Regions from separate parts of the Mus musculus genome. Here region 2 is linked to region 1. A link is a contact called in public promoter capture Hi-C data. All regions are on one chromosome and are shown on one strand. Each heading gives the region's core, a stretch centred on a gene start, on an enhancer-like site or on the middle of the called end of the contact. The rest is flanking DNA. Distances are from core to core; before and after follow the strand shown. Region 1 holds the start of Prdm11 (PR domain containing 11). Region 2 holds the start of 1700055L01Rik (a long non-coding RNA gene).

Evidence for each region. Promoter capture Hi-C pulls out the DNA fragments that hold promoters and counts their contacts.
Region 2: a promoter capture Hi-C map of pre-B cells shows a contact between it and region 1, with 3 times the contacts expected there. The contact joins the promoter of 1700055L01Rik here to the promoter of Prdm11 in region 1. A contact is called at or near these places in 6 of 39 promoter capture datasets (cranial neural crest, embryonic stem cells, fetal liver and 3 more), 1 of 115 datasets of contacts at active chromatin or transcription factors (memory CD8 T cells) and 1 of 9 other capture datasets (adipose tissue).

The regions. Positions count from the first base shown.
Region 1 is chr2:93,043,469-93,051,411 of GRCm38.p6, reverse strand. It overlaps Prdm11 (PR domain containing 11), which reads left to right and starts at 5,247. Exons shown (of 8, transcript NM_001368848.1): 1 at 5,247-5,433.
Region 2 is chr2:93,142,871-93,150,813 of GRCm38.p6, reverse strand. It overlaps 1700055L01Rik (a long non-coding RNA gene), which reads right to left and starts at 4,586. Exons shown (of 2, transcript XR_866559.1): 1 at 2,203-4,586; 2 at 1,565-1,786. It overlaps Gm32627 (a long non-coding RNA gene), which reads right to left and starts at 6,620. Exons shown (of 3, transcript XR_374796.2): 1 at 5,563-6,620.

The DNA of each region.
Region 1 (7,943 bases), core at 3,998-6,497:
AGGGTATCAGATCCTCTGGAAGTAGAATTATAGGTGGTTACGAGTCATTGGACAGGGTGCTGGGAACCAAGGCCAGATTCTCTACAAAAGCAGAAAGTGCTCATAACTGCTCCACCCTCTCACCAGCCCATGGACTCCCAGCTTTTTTTTTTTTAAGTTCTACTACTTTAACAGTCAGCACTTTAGTGTTCACCCTTATGTACTGTCTGAATGTGGTAACAGGCACATAAGTTACCATTGTGTAGAGTTTGTTTGGTGAGTCCTCCTCCTCGCTACATCTATTTATTTTTTTGTACAAATGTACACAGATAAGATAAGAAACATTCCTTATCCCCTTGGTCCAGATGTTTTTATTGAACCTCATTTCAATGTGCACATCTGGAATCCCCATCCTCATGGCAAATTTCTGGATTTGGATACCCAGGGAGCACACCTCTTGAAGCCCACATGGGTGCACTTGTAGATTTTGATCTTTGGGTCACTACCTCATTGATGGCAGAATGGCTCTTGTCTTAGTCAGGGGTTCTATTCCTGCACAAAACATCATGACCAAGAAGCAAGTTGGGGAGGAAAGGGTTTATTCAGCTTATACTTCCACATTGCTGTTCATCACCAAAGGAAGTCAGGACTGGAACTCACACAAGGCAGGAGTTGATGCAGAGGCCATGGAGGGGTGCTGCTTACTGGCTTGCTTCCCCTAGTTTTCTCAGCTTGCTTTCTTATAGAACCCATGACCACCAGCCCAGGGACGGCACCACCCACAATGGGCTGGGCCCTCCTTCCTTGATCACTAATTGAGAAAATGCCTTACAGCTGGATCTCATGGAGGCACTTCCTCAAGGGAGGCTCCTTTCTCTGTGATGACTCCAGCTGTGTCAAGTTGACACAGAACCAGCTGGTACAGCCCTTCTTTTTGCCACCATTCTTTGTGGGAGCCATCCTGCCAGGTTCAAGTTGGAAAAAAGGATGAGACTCTAGACTTTTAAAGTGTTCAAATTGTTAAAGACTATGGAGACTTTTAAAATTGGACTGGGGAGGGGGTGCTAGAGAGATGGCTTAGTGCTTAAGGGCACTGATTGCTCTTCTGGAGGACCTGGGTTCAAATCCCAGCACCCACACCGCAGCTCAGAACTGTCTACAACTCCAAGATCTGACACTCTCACATAGACACCCATGCAGACATAACACCAATGCCCATACAATAAAGGTCAATAGATTTTTTTAAAAGAACATTTGAAGTTGGACTGGGTGTATTTTAAAGTATAACAATGTCATGAGACTTTGAGGAAGGGTGTAGAAGTTTATGGCGTGAATCCATGTTTGGGCATCAGGTTGACAAGAAAAGGAACTAAATATGCCTGTGGGGTATTATCTTGCTTATATGAATTGATGTAGGAAACCCATCTTGATCACTGCTGAGGCCGTTCCTGGACTGTGTAAGACAGGGAAAGCAGGCTGAGTACTAGCATGTATCTATCCCTCCCCCTCTCTGGATTCGGTGAGACCCAACTCCTTCAAGCTCCCTCCGTTCTCCCTTCTAGCCACTGTGGATTGTGGCTAAAATCTCAAGCTTCAATAAGCCCTTTCTCCCTCATGTCACTTCTTTACAGACTATTTCCTCATGGCAACAGAAAAGAAGCTATGATCCCATGGCAGTGAGGCGAGCTCTTGCCAACACAAATCAGAGCCTTTGTCTCTCAGCTCTGGGGCTCATCGGCTCCTGCTCTTCACACAGATCTCACTGGGGAGGCTGGGCTTGGACCCCACTGCCACCTTCCTCATCTTTGCCACTTCCTCCCATACTGTGTCCTCCTTCCTGCCACAGTGTCTTCACAGGGGCTGTGTGCCCTGCAGAGACTCTGCCGTTCTTCTCTTGGCAAGACTGATGTGTGCACCTAGCACATCCCCCATGCCCCAAAGTGTCACCTCCTCAGAGAGCTTGTCCCCGGTCTAAAAATAGTCATCAGTGCTTGGGCCCCCCACCCCCACCTCCCACCTGAACCCTGTTGCCTCTCCTTGCTTGTCACACAGTAGAAATCCATTGACCATGGTTCCTCCAGAGGGAAGGGGCTGTCTTTTGCATTGCTCAATGGAATGGATCCTTAGGGGACACTTGGGGTGTTGAGTTGGGGATGTGGTTTGTGCTCCTGGGGACCTAGCAGGAGTCAGGCGAGTTGCCTGTCAGTAGCTTACAGAAGAGCAAGAGGACCTGACCCTGGCCCTTTGATCTTAGCCTTTGCCGGCAGCTGTGTGAGCAATCCCTTGGTCTTAAGCCAGTCCCTCTTTCCTTCCAAGAGAGAGATCCCTCAGCTGTTGGGCAAGTGGGCAAGAGTGGAACCATGCCTGGCCAGGAAGATGGCCCATGGGATCCGGGTCACTTCAGCAATTCTTCCAAAAGCAGAGTCATTGGAAAGATTTATGTCTTGCCATTAACAAAGGGAGACATTTTTTTTTTTTTTTTTTTTTTTTTTTTAATGAAAGGCAGAGAAGCAAGGCTTGGCCAGTAGGATTAGACATGGGGAAACAGAAATGAGAAGGAAACAACTGCCAATGCTGTTGGGAATGAATTTGGAATTTGGCTCTGAGCTTCCTGGCAGCCCAAGTAAAAAGGGAAGCCTGATCGGTTACAGAGTTCCTCTCATTAGCAAGGAAGACGCCTGCTGGTTCCTCGGGGGAGATGTAATTTGTTCCAGTTTTAGATTTTCCAGGCAATAAATCCTGAGTCAAATTTCTCCCTTGAGGATGTGAGAGATATCATCAATTGATGGGATAAATAATATGCTTGTCTTATAGTAAGTATCAAAAAGACTCTCCAGGGACCTGGGGGCACCCACCATGCAGCTCACTGGGTGACAGTTTTGTTTGGGTATTCTTATTTTTAAATTTTACTAGTATTTATTTATTTATTTATTTATTTATTTATTTATTTATTTATTTATAAGACAAGGTCTCTCTCTGTAGCACTGGCTTTCCTGGATGGATATCTAACTATTCATGGATCTCACATGGAGTTTTCCTCCTGAAGAGCTAAGACTATTCATAAGTCACATCTCGATGACTTCATGGGGACAATTTTGCAAGGAGAGGCAAGAGAGGAACCTGGCTTCCTCTCACAACACACTGGTAAACTCTGTGTGTGCAGTATTTGTGGAAGAAAGCAGCAGAAATCCATAGTTGCTTTGTGGGAAAGGGCAGCTAACTGGAAGTGGCAGAGAAGACATTGTCTGATGGAGGGAGGCAGGCTGGCTTGGGTCTCCCCGTGCCCCCAACTAGCTGTGTGATTTGTGGCATGTTGAACATCTCTGAGCATGTTGCCTCTTGGTAAAAAAGCCATACTTGCTTTGGAAGACTGGAAGGGAAACGGGTTAGTGGCAAAGCATGGGATGTGTGTGCGTGGATGCCATGCACCTACTGACTTTAGCTCCCATCCTGAGGTCCTCAGGGAATTCCAGGGAGCACCCTCTCACCCACATTTCTGGGATTCCGGCCCAACTTAGTGAGAGGCAAGCTTGAGACACACACTGACCTTGCCTTGGCCACATGTCTCTAGGGGGGTCCCACGAGCCCTGCCAAATGGTTCAGACCGGAGGAAACTAGTCTCCAAGGTCTGCTCATCCTCCGGGCCATTGGCCATACCCTTCTTTTCCTGTGCCTCTTTGTGGTCTGTCTCAGTTTCTTCGTCCCACCCACTCTCTGCAGCAGGCACTAGTCACTGCAGGCCCTGTGCCAACCCCTGGGCACTTGGGTCTTCACTGTTTGCCTTCCTGGCATGTGGTCCTGTGGATTCCTGGCCCACCCCTGATGTTGTTTCATGTATGGTCTCTTCCCCTCATAAGGGACAAGTGGCTAATTCCTCAGCCTCTCTTCCTGAGCCTGCCCTCTCCCAGGTGTTAGTTAGAACTTGAGGTAGTCCTACAGACTTCTGACTGGGCTGGAGCCACAATGGGATACACAGATCCAGGTCTTCATCCATATCCCACACACGACCCGGTGCTTCAGAAAGCTACACTGTGGACACACAGCAAGCACCTAGCCATTTCCATAGCATTACAGCTGCTTCTGGGCTCTTTACATACACCCTCAGGGCTCACCCTAGAGCTGGCAGCTGGACCTTTACAGCTTTGCAAGAAGAGGAAACAGGGTCATAGCTACAGACACTCAAGGTCATACTGCAAGTGACAGACAAGGGAGCCGAAGAAGCGTTTATGTTACCAAGGTCAAGAGAAATAAGAGAAGTTGCCTCCTGTCCCAGCCCCCATCAGGTCTCCTAAGCAAAGCATCCTCAGGAGTACTTGACCTTGGAAAGCCCTCTGGGATCGCCCTGGTGGAAGCTCCTTTCCCTGGGTAATCGGCTCCCCTGAGGTGACACCTTCTTGGGACTATCTGGACCTTCCTGGACTACCTGGCACTGGGCAGGCCTTCCAAGATCTCTTACTCAGGTAGAATCCTTTTTGGCAACTTCCAGCCTAAGGTGAGGCCCTCCTTCGGCCAGGGAACCCACCCTGCAGCAGCCTCCCCTTGGGGTCATTACAAAGAAGGGCTTGGGGTAGGGTTGTTCTGGTTCCCTCTGACCACTCACACTTCCTTTAAACACCCCAGCCTTACTACATCCCTTCACTATCTTTCTTGCTGGGTGCCATTTTGCAGATGGATACAATGAGGCACTAGGCAAGTTAAGTTAGGACACAGTCCCGTTCCAGCTTTGTATTCAGATTTGGTACTGTACTTTGATCTGAACAGCAAGTGACACTCACCCTTTAGTCCCCACGTAAATAGTTAATTTTTCTCACAGGCCCCAGGGCCCTTTTCCCTTGGTGTTCTATGGGACGCATGTTACCCAACTTCAGTTGATACTTCCAAACGGCTGAGCAACCAAAGGGTTAAAGGGGCCCGGAAGAGGACCCTGTAAGGGTTAAAATTATAAACGCATTTATCGCCCTCTGACTATTTATTGGGTTGTAGACCGACAACGTCGAAGCCGGGCAGAGCCAGGAGGCACCCTCGGATGGGCTTGCGCAAACGCCACAACTTTCTAGCACGACCCCCAGAAAGTATCCCAGGCACAAAGTTGGCGCAGCCCGCTCCTCCTCCGCAGCGTCGCCCTCCCCGTGGGGCGCGCGGCGGGGACGCGCGAGCTCCCGCGCGGGGCCGGCTCGGGGGACGCGGGGCTCAGCGAGGCTCGGCTCCGGCCCCCTGAATTGGGGGGTCCGCGTCTGCCCCAAACGCCGCTTTCTTCCGTTTTCCATGTCATTTCCTGTACTAATAAGATGGTGGTCAAAGCAGGGGAGGAGAGCAGCAGCGAGTCGCCGCCGCGCTGCCGCTGGCGCTGAAACTTTGCCCGGCCGGGGACCCCGCGCGCGGCCGCCCCGTCCCGCCGCGTCCCGCCGCCCCGGCCCCGGCCCGGCTCGCCGCCCCGCGTGGGAGCCCGCGAAGGTGAGTGGGCCCGGTGGCCACCGTGGCCATGAACGTGAACATGGCTTCGGAAGACGCTGGGCGGCTCGCCAACCGGCGCGGGGGCCGCGGCGAAGAGCGCGCGGGGACACTGGGGAGCGGGGGCGCAGGCAGGCGACGGGGCACGGACCGGAGCACCGGAAGCGGGGCGGGTCTCAAGGTGGCCCGGGCCCGCAGGTCGTCGCCACCGCCCGACGCGGGCCTCGGGCGGCCCAGCCTCCGCCTCCTTCCTCCGCGCACTCGCCCGCCTTGTTCCACTGTAGCCTTTTCCTCGGCTCCGCCGCGCGCTGACGGACGCGGCCGCCGGCCAATGGGAGCGGCTGTTCGGGCCCGGCGTTCGCAAAGAGAGCGCGTAGACAGGGGGCAGGGCGGGGCGAGGGCGGGATGCAGCCGCTGGCCTAGTTGCAGGGACCCGGTCGCCGGTGCTTCGGGGCCGGGCTGGGGGGCTTAGGGACCGCATGCCTCTCTGTGACCTGCCGCGGGCCTGGGGCGGCAGAGGGAGGGCGTGCCTTTTATCTATTTTAAGTCTTGGTTGCAGCACGGACTCTTCGGGAATTCGCCCCTGAGTGTCGTCTCCACCCCCCACCTCCTCATTCCCGGTCCCCAAGGTACTATGTGATGCAGAAACTGCAGAAACTTGGTGGCCAATGACCTTCCTCTGTCAAGGCCAGCGTGCCCTAGGCAAGTCGCTGCAGGGACTACTGAGCAGCCTTGGGCTAATAAGGCAAAAAGTTGCTAGTGTCTTGAGCCCATCTGAGTTGGAGCTCAGACCCTTAGAATCAGTTGATGACCTAGAGAAGGAAAGTCTGTCTTTTGTTTTTTTTGACCATGGCTTCGTGTGGAGGACAGCCGTGGTCTGTGATTAAGAGTGATCAGAAAGAAGCACGCCCAGTCCTTTGTGCGTGGGGACTGCGAGCAGTGAAGGGAGCCTTCTTTTCATCTTGAGAACCCTATAAACTTTGGGAGTTTTGTCTATCTGAAGCAGAATAGTTTTCCATGAAGTGTGATTCCCGTGGCACCCCTGTCCCCCGAAGAGGAAGGCAGGGACTTTCCTAGGTCTTGGTTGATGGTGTAGGGTGTATGGGTCAGAAGTCCCATATCCCCCTCATCCCTGGGGAGCGGAGTATGGTCTCTGCTGGGAACCTTCTGGGCATATGGCCCAGACCCCCTGGTTTATTTAGTTTCTTGGAAAGGACATCTTCAGGATCCTTCCCACGGGGCTTTGGATTTTGCAGGGCTGTAGTTGATCTCTTCAAGGGGATTCTCCTTCCCTGCAGTGGGTCCAGTACAGCCTGTGTGGGAGTCAGCTGGGAGAGCATTGAGATAGGATCAATTAAGTACCTGGCCCAGGGTCAGACTCCTGGTTTCAGAATCTAGAGCTGTGATCCTGGGCGATGCTCTGTGAACCATTTTGGGAATCACGATTGCCAGACCCCAGCCTGCTCCACCCAGCCCCTAACTAACAGTGCCCCTAAGGAGCAGATGCTCTCAGGGTGTGGTACCTTCTGAGTATCCGTCTCAAAAATGAGGAACACTTGTCCCAGGGGCCCTTGCTCTGTCATCACGGCCATCACCCCCAGCCTGGAGCTTTCTGGTCCAAATGTTTCTTAGGTTGGTTCTCCGAGGTGTCTGATGAGAGTCCTTCATCTGGCTTACTCTTCACTTAGATTCAATGTGGGATTATCAGAAAGCCTGAAAGAGGCAAAGACTATTGGAAGAGGAGTTGGGGGGTTGGAGTTATGCTGCCTTTGTGGTCTCTCACTTGGCTTTCCTCCATAAGCTTCCTCCAGGGTTGATCTCAGTGTGTCCCTGCCTGCCTCATCCAGTCAGTCCACCCATCTGCAAGCCCAGGGAGCTCTCTTTAGTGAATCCAACCCATCCTGGCTTCCTAATTTCTCCCCACTAGCACACTGGGGAACAGTACTTCCTGTTCCCAGGACAACTGCTAGGGTCTGAGATAAGGCACCTGCTCTTGCCCTGTTCCCCGTGGTACAATTGGGGTCACCTCAGTCTCCCTAGTTCCTGCTCCCGCTCCCCCTCCAGTCTGCCTGGTGCACTTCTGATAAAGGATCAAATTGTTGCTAACTGTAAAGCCTATAACATGACTCTCCCTTATCTTCAGCCTCATCTCCTGCCCTTCTCACCTCTCTGTTGCCCAGCCCAGCCCAGCCTGCCCTGGCCAGCCTCTCTTGGATCCTGACCTAGGATTTATGAATGAATGAAAGACAGTGAGGGGCAGAGTGGTGTGGAAATGTCTGCTGGCCTTTACTTTTTGTTTTTGTTTTTAGATTTATTATGTGAGCACACAATCACTCAACACCGGAAGAGGGCATGGGATCCCATTACAGATGGTTGTGAGCCACCATGTGGTTGCTAGAAATTGAACTCAGGACCTCTGGAAGAGCAGTCAGTACTCTTAACCTCTGAGCCATCTCTCCAGCCCCTGTATCTGGTGGTCTTTATTGCCCTCCTAAAAATATTTCCAGCAGCTC
Region 2 (7,943 bases), core at 3,337-5,836, 100 kb before region 1:
GGGCAGGGCATGGAAAGAAAGTAAGAGTTCTGGCTAGGAGTCAGAGGCCGGTGTCAGCCTTGCCACCTCTTAGAAGCAGCAGCAGCATAGGTGGACTTTGTTACCTGATGCTCCCCTGTTCAAGGACCCAGCGAGGGCTGTGCCTCTCAGGTCTCCAGGCCCATTAGGTGCCTTATAAGCCCTTCAGATGCTCCCAGAATTGAGAGTATGATAGGCAGAGGAAATTGCACCTAGGAAGAGTGGCACCCATGTGACTATTAACCATTCAGACAGACGCTTACTAGGGTCCCCAGCCCCTGAAGATGTATCTGATCCATAGTGACTTGGAAATGGAAGCCACATGTCTCTGCATATCGGCAAAACCAGACCTTAGAGACCAGCAAGGGACAAGGGTTTAATCTCATTAGGCTCTGTGTCCAGCTAGGCCTATTAAAAAATGTTGTTGGCTACCCTGTTGCCTGATGGCTTTCTTCCCTCCTATGCCACCTGCTCTGGGTCCCATCTGTCTCTCACCTGTACTGATAGCATTAGCACCCCCACCCCACCCAGGTAACACACACAGGAGCTGCCCTACTTTTCTTTCTGGTCCCTACCCCCATCCAGTCTATCAGCAAACTAGTGCAGGTCACACAGTACAAGTACAGGCCATTGGGATCTTATCTCAGCTGCCAGCAGCTCGGGCCAGCTGCCTCCACAGGACAGTGCTCAACACTCCAGCCAGGGCCTCCTGTTTGTTTGATTCTGGCGTTGAATTTAGGAAGCTTATTTTCTCAGGGAGGCAAACCCAGTTTCCTATTGTCAGCATTCTCTAATAATGGTGATGTCTTTGTTTTTAGTTGGTTCAGAAGTTAAGAAAAGATGGAAGGAATTTCAGGGGTCCCTGGGAAACATCAGCATAAAATTTTTCTTTATGCTTTTTTTTTAAAATTGAAAGTAGATTTTTTTCTTAGTACAATATATTTCGATTATATATCATCCCAGATCCTCCCACTTCCCCACTCACCCAAATCCACTCCTTCCCCACCCTCTTCATTTGGATTTTGTATACAAATAGACATCTAAAAATAAGGATGATGAAAAAGAATCATATAAAATAAAAACAAATTACAATAGTATAAAACAAATAAACAGAAGACAAAGAACCAAAGAAAAAGCTCAAGAAACACATAGATATTTGTTTATGCCATAGACGCATACATTTGAAATCTCATAAAGACACAAGCCCAGAAACCATAAGGACCTATAAAGAAAGGAGGGGAGGAGGCCCAAATAAAGCATTATAAGACAAAGAACAAATCCCAAAATGCCATTGAGTGTGTTTTATGTTGTCCATTCACTGCTGGGCATGGGGTCTGCCTTTTATTTGTGGTTTGTACAATCAGTGAGACTCCCTTGGAGAAAACTAATATTTCATTTGTAAGTGGTCATCAGTTGGAGATAGTTTCTGGGCCAGGGGCTTCTCAGCTTCTCAGCATTAGGATCATCAGGCCTGAACCCCTGAAGGCTCTGTGCATGCTGCCACAGTCTCTGAGTTCATGTGCGATCGGTCCTGCTGTGTTTGGAAAGGCTGGATTCCTTGGTGTCCTCCATCCACTCTGGGCTCTTACACTCTTCTTCAGTTGGGCTCCCTGGGCCTTGAGGGGAGGGACTTGGTGGAGACAACTCATTTAGAACTGAGTGTTCTGCTGTGTCTCACTCTCTGCATTGTCCAGACGCCGGTCTCTGTATTAGCTCCCATCCGATGTAGGAGGAAGCTTCTTCTGTAGTGGCTGAGTGAGATGCTGATCTATGGATGTAGCAGAATGCCTTTAGGAGTCATTTTATTTCTATCTTCCTTTAGCAGAAAGGTAGTGTTTAGTTTTCTCCTAGTCCTTGGTCCATCTAGTCTTAAGTTCTTGGCCACCTGAGCAGTGCTAGGGATGGGCTGTATCTCATGCACTGTATCTCAATCCAATATTGGTTGATTAGTCCCATCAGCTTTGTGACCCTATGGCACTAGCATGTCTTGCAGGCAGGTCACCATTGTAGATCGAAGAGTTTTTAGCTGGGTTGATGTTTACCTTTTTCCTTTGGTAGCCTACAGAGTATCCCTCCGTACTACGAACACTAGTCAGTAGGGGTAAAGGCTCTAAGTAGAAACCAGCTCAAGTTCTCCATATTCAATGAGTTATGTAGGTGTTTTCTCTAGCAATGGGGCCTTACCATGAATTTGTGGTGAGCAACCAGTAGCCTTGGCAACCGTCTGGGTTGTTTTGGGGTTCCCATGGAACCGGTTTAGCCAACAATTGCATTCTCAGAACTGGAGCCTTGACTGGTAACTAGAGAGGCCCAGGAGAGCTGGAGCCTTGACTTGGTAATGAGAGAAGTCCAGTTAGGGCTCTGTTTCCCCATGATTTGGTGTTTCCATTTAGATCACTTTCAGATGTGTATCTTTTAAGATGCTTCTACTCTGTCAGCTTTCCATAGGACCCCTCATGCGGCCCTTAGTGTTAGCTGTCTCTTACCTTCGTCTCCCCTTCTCCCTGCTTGAGCTTCCCATGCCAGGCCTCCCCCATTTCCATCCTCCATCCTCACTATTCTGTTTCCTTTCCCTAGGATGATCTAACCTGCCCCACTAATCCCTTACTCTGTGCCTAATCTATGTGGTTATATGGATAGCAGTCTGCTTATTGAAGACTTAACAAACATCAGCATTAGACGTCAATGTCACTTTGCATGTCAAAGATGTGTGCGTGTGCATGTGCTCATGTGCGCACGCGTGCATGCAGGGAAAGGGGGAGTGCGCCCCTGTATGTGTGAGTACCCTTGAATGGAGGCCAAAGGAAACAGTGTCCTATTCTATCATTTTCTATCTTTCCCCCTTGAGTCTCTCACTGACCCTGGAGCTAGGCTTGCAGCCAGGAAGCCCCAGCGTTCTAACTGTGTCTCTTCTTCACAGTGGTAGGGTTAGACGTGTTCAGAAGGCCATGCCCGACTTTTAACATGAGTGCTGGGCATCAGAACTCAGACCTTCATGCTGTTCAGCAAGTGCTTTCTCCACCGAGCCACTTCCACAGCCCCTGAGCTCAGGTCTTAACAACACCATGAGGGAGGGAGGGGATGGGCCAAGTGATACAGATCGGCTGTGCAGCTCCACCCATGCCAGGCTTGGGACAGACAACACAGAGCAATGGCAACTTTTCCTGGTGGGGGACTGATTGCGAGGCTGAACGGAGTGATGGGAAATGTCCTACTTCTTGATTGGAGTGGTCCTCACACCAGCATGTCCATCGGTGTAAAGTCCCAAGCCTGAGCTTTAAGATTTGTGTATTTTATTACCTAGAATGTGATCTTGAGGGCGATGGGACAGTTATTGCATATAACTGGGCAATATGTTAACTCTTTCCTCCTTAGTTTCCTCATCTGTAAAATGAGGAGAGCAACAGCCCTTACATCGTGAATGATTGAGAGAATTAAAGGTGCTAAGAACACCCAAGTCACCCTACCTGTTTCATACACCGTAGCTTCTGCTAGGGTTCCTGCTGTATTTAGAACAGTTCTTTTGGATTCCAAGAGCTGACAGGTGTCCCCATGGACACTCTGAGCTGGCTAAACATGGCTTCTTCCTCCAGCACAGCTGAAACGCAGAGAACAAGCCTTCCAGAAATATTCTAGGGAAATAAGCGCACTGGCTCCTTAGGATAGAGGTGCATCTATAGACCAAGCTCTGTCCCAAACACAGTCCCTAGGCCCTTGCTGTCTTCTGGCTGGTGCTGGGCTCCATCATCACATGGAGGCCACCATTGTAATGCTTAATCAGTGTGCACATCCCAGGACCTTCTAGGCATGTCCTCTTTGGGGGCAGGAGAAGAAACTTCTGAGCTCTCTGCTTTCCACTTCAGCCTTTCCTCCCAGTTGCTGTCTGAGCCATGTTGTCTAGGTGGCTGTCCAGAATGATCTCATCCCTCAGGGGAGGCCCTGCCTCCTTCCTCCTGCAAGGGTTAGCCTGGCAGGCAGGGCTATGGAATAGAGCTATGGGCAGGGACTGCAGGTTGCTGGTTCTTCCCTATAGTGAGTCTGGGATTAGATTGGTCTGATCCCGTCAAATGAGAGGAATCAGAAGTTATCCATGAGGCTAAGGGAGGAAGAGAAGCTCAGTGAGGCCCAGAGCTCACTCCCAGAAAAGCAAGGAAGAAATGTTCTAAGGCTTGTGAGGGCTGCTGCCAGTCTCAGGAACACTGAAGACTTAGTTAGCCCTTGGGGTTAAAATTCACCCATCTCATTAGGCTGCCAGAATCAATGAAGCAGGAGGGAGGCAGTGATGTGTTTGTAAAATGATAAAGAGAGAAGGAATAGGTTTTATGGATTTGTGGTGAGGAGTGGGGGAAGGGAGTGCATTGGCGGGCCCATGCCACCATATCCCTTTCCCCTGAGGGACCAGCCATGCGATGGTATAGTATAGAATAGAGTTTATTCAGGGCTTGGCGAGGGGAGTCAAGAGGGTAGTAGAGGCAGACAAAGGCAGACTATAGAAGTAGGGGACTAGAGGAGTAGAGGCCTGCCATGAGCATGTGGAGAGAGAGGGGGGAAGGGATGAGAGGACAGAGCAGGGGCAGGAAGGCAAGAGCAAGAGCAAGGGAGAGCAAGAGAGGAGCAAGAGAGAGAGGAGGGGGCAAGCAGCCCCTTTAATAGTGAGTCAGGCATAACTGGCTGTTGCCAGGACACTGTGGGACAGAGCTTAGACAGAATGCTAACAGGCAGGCTCTGTTTATGACACTGGATCACAGCAGTGGAGCTTCTTCAAAGTTTCCACAGAAACCTCTTGGAGTTTCCTAGCAGAATCTTCCAGTTCTCTAAAGCTTTCAGAGCCACAAAACAGCTTAGAGAGTCTGCAGGCATGGGATTAACACCTTACATGAAAAAAATCCTTTCTCCATTTATCTAACTGCCTGTCCATGGATCTATCTACCCATTAAACTATTTATTATCTATTTATTTACCAGTCCAACCACCTACCCATCCATTTATCTACCTACACACCCACCCCATCCATCCATCCATCCATCCATCCATCCATCCATCCATCCATCCATCCATCCACTCATCCACTGACCTACTTCATTAATTCATCTACCCACTCACACACTATCTGTCCATCCATCCATCCCTCTACCTTCCTTCACACCTATCTATCCACTCACCCATCTGACAGCTTATTATTCCATATAATGTAATTATGCCATGGGTACTCAGGTAAACACAGAATTCCACCTCCAGGTACTTCTGTTATATCTCACTCCCCAAAGTGTCAGTATCCAGGCTGTTACAGGACAGAATGACACCAAGAAGGATGGGATGCTGAGTACATAGGACAGGGACATCTGGCCACTGTGCCTGGAGGCTCAAGGCAGGCTTCCTGGAAGAGGCAATGTGAGCTTGTCATTTGAACAATAAAGTAAAGCTAGCCAGATGTGTTGGGGGTGGTGAATGCTCCACCAAATCCAGGAATCCAGACTCCCTGTCTATCTATGGCTGGGAGTTGTCACAGGAAAAGGTCTCTACCATAACCCACCCTCCCCTTACCGTTGTGGGTCAATGGCGGAATCTTGTGGGGAGGTTGAATGTCCGATCTAGATGGGCTTTTAAGAAGCATGTGTGTCTTCTCCTCCTCCCCATCTGGAGTCAGATGAAGCCAGGAATGGCAGCGATAGGTTGGAAGAGTGTCCCTCTCTTCACCCCAGCATGTAAGGAGACCGGCCACCTGCAGGGTGTAACCACCTGCTTCTCGACTGCTGTGAGAACAATCAATAAACCTGCTATCTTCAACCAAGAGTGTTTGGAGTTTATTTGTTCCAACACTTGGTATTTCCTTAAAAACACACCATGAAGAGGAGGGAGGTTTCTCAGAGGGAAGCGCAGTGAGCATGCATGGAAGGGAAGAGAGGCAGGGAGGGAGCTGCTGGGGCATGCTGTGGGATAGACTGAGGACAGCTAAGGGGCTCTCTCCTAAGTGAATGGGTCCAGCCAGGATAGATGTGCAGGGATGAGTCTGTGGAGAATATAGATGCTTTGATTACAAGGTCAGTGAACAGCAGCGCTGGACTTGCCCTGGGTCTTGCTACCTTTCTGTTGAAAGTACAAGTCACAAGATGCCATACTGTGCATGAACCGGAGCTGGGAGTCTGGAGACAAGGGCCCATTGGGTGTTTTCCTGGCTTGCCAAGAATGTTGGTTTTTTTTTTTTTCAATAGCTCCCAAACAGGAGCCACAGGCAATCCTCACACGGATGGAGGCTCTGCTTCCCCCAGGAGGACCACATGGATATGTTGCTTGGTCTGGTTCCACCTTCTTGGGGGAGCCTAAAGAAGGTCACCACCAAGAGCTGAGGCTGGCCACTTCTGTCAGCTACCTGGACTCTAGTAAGCGTCACCGGTGCTTGAGTCACCTGCTCCTCTCTGCAGCCACCTGGGCTGAGAAAACAATCCATCAAAGCTGCAGATAGGGCCCAGCTCACTACCTGCCACTCTCAGGGAGCAAAGGCCACTCTACCCTGGGCCCCTCGCCTGCACTACAGACAGCCAAATGATGTAGGAGTATGTGGGGCCTGGCTAAGACCCCACTTCCCTACCTCCTCTCCTCAAAATGGCTGCTCCTAAATGTGAAGACAGAATGTTCCAGAGCAACCTCTGTCCACAGCCTTCCTTGGCTTTGTAGCTACGGCTGGTTCTGCTGTAGAGAATGAGGGTTTGGGTGTGGCCAGAGCATCAAATGCCCCGGCCTGTGTTCTCCCTTGGTGCTGTCCAGAGCATTTCCTCTCCTGCCATGACCCTTGTCATCCACACCAGGCAGCATCTGAAGAGAGGTTGTTGCCACTCAGCAAGTGATGTCCAAACTTCAGCCTTTCTGCACAGAGACTGTGAGGTCAGAAGGCCAGGAAGCTCCATTGAAAACACAAGTGCCTATGTTAGAGAAAACTGTCGGTTTGTAAAAGCCTGCCTACCCATCTGTGCATCTGTTCATTCATCCATACTCCCACCCATCCAGTCACCCATTCATTTATCTACCCATCAGTTCATTCGTCCACCATTCACCTACCTTCCTTTACCCCTCCATCAACCCACCGAACAGCCAATTCATCTACCCATCCATTCCTATCTACCCAACCAATTCCTCTGCCCACCCATGTATTCATCTACCAACCCATCCACCCATCTGTTTACTCACCTACACATCTATTTATTGTCTATCTCTCCATCCATGTATCTCCACTCAACACCCCTCTGCTCAACCATCTATGTACCATCATTTGCACACCATCTATCCATCAATCTATCAGTTCACCCACCCACTGTCTATCCACCCACCCATTCATTCACTTATTCATCTGTCCCATCATTTCCTCTATCTATGTACTCACCCACTTATGCATCCCTTCACATCTCTTCACTTACACATCTATCTGTGCATTCACCCATCCACCCACTCACCCATCCACCCACTCACATACACATCCATCCATCCATCCATCCATCCATCCATCCATCCATCCATCTATACGTACATATATACACACACATACAACTGGTACCCTAGGCTCCCCTGTTCTACTCTTATGTTTTAACCTATGTAACTACACTGACTACTCTCAGCTTTTTTTTAGCACCACAATAGGGAAGGCATCTGAGTTCTGCACAGATCAAGATTCAAGCTCCTTGTCCGCCAGTTCCCAGCAATGAGTTTAGTGTCAGTTTTCTTAACTAGAAAATAAAACCAATGCTTTCTAGCTCCAAATTACTGCAGGGATTTAATGAAGCAGAGAACACTAGCGGTGAGGAGCATCTGGACTACAATGGAGCCTCTGTGGCTAGAATGAGATCTCTGTGCTTGGTGTGTATAGAAAGTCCCTGTAGCTGCCTCAGCCAGAAGAGCTCAAGGCCACTAGCCAAGGACAACTCTGCTCCTTT